2 separate regions of the Mus musculus genome follow, and region 2 is linked to region 1. A link is a contact called in public HiChIP or PLAC-seq data. All regions are on one chromosome and are shown on one strand. The core of a region is the stretch at or near the end of the contact, and the rest is flanking DNA. Distances in the headings are between cores, read along the strand shown.

Region 1 (2,700 bases), core at 10-2,509:
CAAAGCTATTGCAGATGAATTGCGGAGCTGTTTATTCATTTATGGAATAAAGACGTTAAATCCTAAGTCTGGGGCTTAGTTTTTTCCATTCCAATGAAGTACTACAGATTTTACTCACACTTCCGAATCCAGCTTTCCCTTTTATCTTTTTTTCTTTCTTTTTTTTTTTAAGTGAAGCTTTTCTTTTTATTTTAAAAAGATTTACTATACTATATATGAGTACACTGTTGCACTCTTCAGACACACCAGAAGAGGGCATTGGGTCCCATTACAAGTGAGCCAACATGTGGTTGGTGGGGATTGAACTCAGGACCTCTGGAAGAGCAGTCAGTGCTCTTAACCACTGAGTCATCTCTCCAGCGCTTCCTTCTGTCTGTCTAATATTTGACTTTGAAGAACAATTTAGGATTTGGACATAGCTCAATGGTAGAAGGGCTTGCCAAGCATCTACAAGGCCCTGCTAGGGTTCCCCTGTAAGCAGCCAGTGCTCAGAGATTAGCCACGCCCCCCAGCCCATTATTAACTTTTAAATTTGTGTGGTTTTCTTCGGAGGCGGGCCTTGAACTCAGAGAAATCCACCTGACTCTGCTGGACTCTGCTAGGGTGGGCCTAGCACTTTGGTATTAAATTAGGAGACCTGTGCCTCCTGCTGTGATCAAAGGCGTGTTTGTTATTATTACTGATTTTAATTTTTAGTGTGCATTGGTGTTTTGCCTAAATGTATGCTTGCTTGTGTGAGGGTGTCAGATCTTGGAGTTAAAGGCAGTTGTAAGCTGCAATGTGGGTGCTGGGAATTGAACTGGGGTCTCCTAAGGCATTGCTCCAGCGTCCTGTTATTGATTTTTGAAAGGTTTTCTCCGAGCTTTCTCTCGGTCCTTATATCAGTTAAAATGGTGAACAGAAACCAAGATAGACTGGTAAATGAAAGACATGCAATTTCATGTCCCATCCTATTCTAGTCTTCCCCCCAAAAGTTCAGGGGTTCTTTCCTGACCTATATTCAGGACACTGGGAAAGTGTCCGGTCAGACAGGAGTGCATAACCAGAAGGTCCCGAATAGCGGAAGCAAGATTCTCCCCCAACCCTCAAGTTAGCCCGGCGTTGAACCAGCAGGAAGGTAGAGTGCGGACGCCAACACGCACCAGTAACCAGTTCCTCCGAGCGCTGCACTGGTTGGCGCCAAAACTACCATCTGCGTCCGTCCCCTGCCGGAACTATCCCTCACGTAAGCCACGTAATCGGTGATCCTGCGCCTCGCTAAGTAGTCCCGCTCAGGATGCCCGCGGTATACGTTTTTCCAGCTCACGAGGTCCTCAGTAGGAAGGAGTCGGACTCAGAGGTGCGTTGAGGTCCTGAGAGAAGGGCAAAGTGGCTCCGCTAACCCATTTCCTTCAGATTCCTCCGCCAGGACGTATAGTCACAGCGCCTTCACTTCCGGGTCCGCCATTTTATTGCCTCCATTTCTCCGTGAGGGGGGGTAAGGGCCCCCCCAAATATGCATATGTGAAAAGGCCGAAAAGTGAGGCCGCTGGCAAGGAGTCTTAACTAGAGAAAGAAACGGGACCAAACTGGCGGGCCCAGTGAGAGCGAAGCCGGCAGCGCTCCGGAATAGGTGAGGGGGAAAGGACACGCAGGGTTCCGGAGCTTCCGAACTGCGATGCAAGGGGCAGTGATAAGTGGCCGGCCCAGCCCGGCCAGGACCTGTGGGCGCCGGCCTGCACACTGCCGGAGCGGGGGTGGCGGCGGGGGGGAGAGGGACCAAGAGGAAGGGGATGCTGTCGGGAGGAAGGGGAGGGGACTGGGAGGTGAAGGGGGTGGGTGGAAGACCTGGGGCTGGGGAGCTGGACTCCGGGAAGCCAAGGCCACATGGGGTGACCACGAGGGGGCGGTGTGGCGCAGGAGTCCGGGCTGCCACTACAGACTGGGGCTCCCACTTGCAAGTTGGCGCCCCTGAGTTTGGCAGAGTGCTGATGTCAAAAACTGAGGGATATGTGACTAGGGAGGAAGTGGGAACTGGACTTTTCAAGGTCCAGTAATAACGTGAAACTTTAGTAAGTTCATAATGTGAACAAGAGCAGTCATGGACTTATATCCAGTTCTCAACACAGATGCTTGTACAGCTGGCCTCCCAGTGGGAATGTGTGGGGGGTGAGGGGGGGGAGAAAAAGAAAAAAAAGTACAGACCGAGAATTCTTCAATTGCTTTCTTTCTTAGCGTGCACCTCTTGTCACAGATTTCCTCCAGGAATTCTGCTGTCTCCCTCTTCCTATAAAGGATTTTCTCTAGTTTCCAATCCAATATTTGGGTCTTACTATGTAGTTTGGATTGGCTGCCTCACAGCGATTCTCTAACCTTAGCCCCTGGAGTGTTGGAATTACTGAGGTGAGCCATGTTTTTTGTACATGCTTTGCAAAGAACAAACCACCACACCCAAATGATAAACAAAAGTTATTATTCTTTGGTAATGGGCTGCTTTGTCAAGTGCTCAGGCACTCCATGGTTATTAAAATATTTATTGAAAGTTCTGAACACTAAGTACTCAGTGCTTGAGAAGAGGAGAGAGAAAGATCCAGGTGTTCAAGGCCAGCCTGTGCTACTTGACCCAGAAAGGTCTCCTGGTCTTGTTTTGTATTTTATTGGCTTCCTATTCCTAGGAGGCAGGGTTGGGAGTATAGCTCAGAGGCAAGTGTGAATGTAGCA
Region 2 (2,942 bases), core at 403-2,902, 940 kb before region 1:
CATTTCCTCCACTCCACCCTGCCCCAGCCCTCAGTCTTCTGAGAACAGAAGGTAGAGACTCAAATGCCCCTTTTACCAAACCCTCAAACTTACCAGCCTCTAATCGACCAATGTTGATCAAGGCAAAATCATTTTCACTACTCAGAGGAGTATCCTAAAGGAAGCACAAGACTGATGCTACAGACATGACAGCCATCCCTGTCTTGCCTTGCTGCCTCCGCCCCTCCCCCGTAGAAGGCAGCTTCCATAGAAATAATTCTACCATTTACTGATACATTCACAAGAAAAACAGAGCATTGCTATGTAGCCTAGGTTAGCCTGGAACTCTCATGGTCTTCCATCTCAACGCCCCACCCCCCAACTGCTGGGACACCGCACCAAGCTTTTCTATTACACTAATCACCTCACCTGCTTTCGCTGCCATCCACAAGGCTGGAAGGTTACCCTAAAGTTAGTGCAGATCAGAGTTCCAGGCAGGTCTAGTCCTGGCCCTTTCCTTCGTCCTGGTGCCCATGCTAGGATATGCTCCCCTAAAAGGGAGAAAGAGAAGCAAAGGTCTAACTATCCCCAATGCTGCCCCACACTTCTATGTGGCTACTCGTCTATCCTTAGATGTAAAATTGAAGGAAAAGAATAGACTTTTTTTTTTAACTTCTAAAACCCTGCATAGAACGTGGCACATATACACTCACTGGTCTTTGGATAGTTAATAAGAAAAGTGGTAGCCGGGGTGAGAAAGCAGAATGAACAATGTCCAGGCCTTCCACAAGCTCTGAGGAAGGAGGCAGGAGAATGAGTCTCAGAAACACTTCGAGGAAAGGAATAGGGAGTATCTTTGGTGAAAACAAAAAAGGATGGGGTAGGAAGACTTTTAAAGGAATCTAGAGAGGTCATTTTATTACCTGGGAGACAACCAGAGGCCAGGCAGCTGCCAAGCTGATGACTGCTGGGCTCCGGCATCCTGTTCCCTGGGTTAGACTTCGGTCCAGAGAGCTGAGCAGGGGAGAGAGTTAATCTGGGACCCCCTAAACTCAGAATCTGGGATTTCTCCAGTAGCTGCCTTTGGAGACCCGCATTGAGTTCATTTGTTCGGGTTCTTCCCCCCCCCCCCCCCCCCCTTCTCTGCTCTGCTCTCCTCTCCTCTCAGGGAAATTGAGATCACTGACTGCGGCTGGCAGACAAGACAAGGAGGGGCTGGTTAATGGATAATGAGACAACTCGAGACTGAAAAAGGCAGACGAGCTCCATAACAGTTGATAAAACAGATACACCCTCCTCCTCTGAATCCTTTCCTTCCCCTTTAATTTCCACAGCATCCCATTCACACTCTCTTGTTAGCTACCCTCCCATTCCTTTTCCTTACCCCCATCTCTGGCTCCTCCTTCTGGGGGGCAATGTTGAAACTCTGGCCCCGGCCCCCCCACCACATTTCCCTGGCTCCATCCGGGAGTAGAGCAGCTAAGGGTGGGAGTCCTCAAAGATGCTGGCTCTTTTTGGGGAGAGGCTAAATCCTAGAGGTGGGGAGAAAGAGGCTGGGGAGGACGCAGCGGTAGCGGCATTTCGGATACCAGGAGCACAGTTCCAGGGGTCTTATTTGAAAGGTGTGTCCTGCCCAGACAGGGGAGGCTCTTTGGAAACTTCGGTGACTCTAAGAGAACAGGCAAGATGCCCAGCCCCTTAAAGGAGAATACGCAATTTTTTTTTTCAAAGTAGAAAGGAAATGGAGGAGCTTAAGAAAGATGGGAGGAATGGGGGAACTGGGGATACCCAGATTCCCTTAACCCACATCCACATTTTAGTCTCTTTCTGTTCGTGAATATTAGTGGGTGTGACGAGGGGAGCAGTAGTTAAATGAAAACATTTTGGGCTAGCTCTCTATACTTTTTCAATGAGAGATGAAACACTAGGAAACTCAGTTATTTTGGTTTCGTTTATTCATGGGTTTTGTGATTTTGTTCATTTTCAGCCTCCTCTGACAACCTAACGGGTTGAGAAGGGGACATAAAGGGAACTGAACCTTGTGTCCTTTTCTGGAGAGCGTGACAGGCCCAGGGGCAGAATGGAGTGGACGGAAATTGGTGTGTCTGGGATGCAGACACAGCACAGGTATTTTGGTGTGCAAATCTCGGCAGTGGGGCGGGAGCTAGAAAACCCAGAAAAAGATCGTGGTATATCTAAACCAGCCTTTGCGCCCGGCGAGCGCACCTCCCCACTCCCGCAGCCACCTATTCCTATGGAAAGCCCAGCCCCAGGTACATGACTCCGCCCCTCCAACCCAGTCACCAGATCTCCTAATGAATGATTCATGTTCTGGACTTTGAAAGCTAAGGACTGGAAAACTCTTTTCAGCTCCAGGATCACATTTCCCCCTCCTTCCCTGCTGAATTTAAAAAGCAAAGATGGGGCTGTAGGGCACTGAACAGAGATGCTAAGGAGGGCAGCTTGAGGGCAGCATGTTTCAACACGGAGAAGACAGGAAATGAAATACAAAATAGGTGTTAATGAGCTGCTGTTTTATTGTTTTTGAGTCTGTACAGAGGCAGCAATCCTTAGGTGGGGGCCGTGACATTCAACACTCCCTTCCCCACAGCACACATCCTTCCAGCCTCAGCTTCCAAAGTTCTCTTTGTTGGCTGCAACTGTGGAAATAGTGAACTAGCATGAGCAGAGACTGGAACAAACAGGTATGTACTTGCTAGCAAGCTGGTCTAGACGCCTGATTGTAGAAGTCCTAAAGACTGCTGGTCACCACCACCCCACCACACACCTCAATGCTTCTGGAATAAAGTATGTAGTAAGGAACAGCTTAGGAACAGGTGTGCCAAAATCCCATGACCTACTTTTCTTCTCCCCACCACTTTCCTCCGAAAGCCTCATTCTGTTCTTTAATATCTTGAGGTATGGGAACAGCAGAATATAGAGGGAATGGTCAGGACGGAGAG

Evidence for each region. HiChIP or PLAC-seq counts read pairs in DNA pulled down with a chosen protein or histone mark.
Region 2: an HNF4G HiChIP or PLAC-seq map of pancreatic cancer cells shows a contact between it and region 1. The contact joins the promoter of Mtmr11 here to the promoter of Gabpb2 in region 1. A contact is called at or near these places in 1 of 115 datasets of contacts at active chromatin or transcription factors (pancreatic cancer cells) and 1 of 9 other capture datasets (liver).

The regions. Positions count from the first base shown.
Region 1 is chr3:95,216,501-95,219,200 of GRCm38.p6, reverse strand. It overlaps Gabpb2 (GA repeat binding protein, beta 2), which reads left to right and starts at 1,259. Exons shown (of 10, transcript NM_029885.1): 1 at 1,259-1,612. Mllt11 (myeloid/lymphoid or mixed-lineage leukemia; translocated to, 11) reads left to right here. Exons shown (of 2, transcript NM_019914.4): 2 at 1-657. Gm16740 (predicted gene, 16740) reads right to left here and starts at 1,744. Exons shown (of 4, transcript NR_108026.1): 1 at 1,143-1,744.
Region 2 is chr3:96,160,680-96,163,621 of GRCm38.p6, reverse strand. It overlaps Mtmr11 (myotubularin related protein 11), which reads right to left and starts at 1,652. Exons shown (of 17, transcript NM_181409.3): 1 at 1,364-1,652; 2 at 903-993; 3 at 409-530; 4 at 94-154. The coding sequence starts at 1,429. It overlaps Otud7b (OTU domain containing 7B), which reads right to left. Exons shown (of 12, transcript NM_001025614.1): 12 at 2,493-2,942.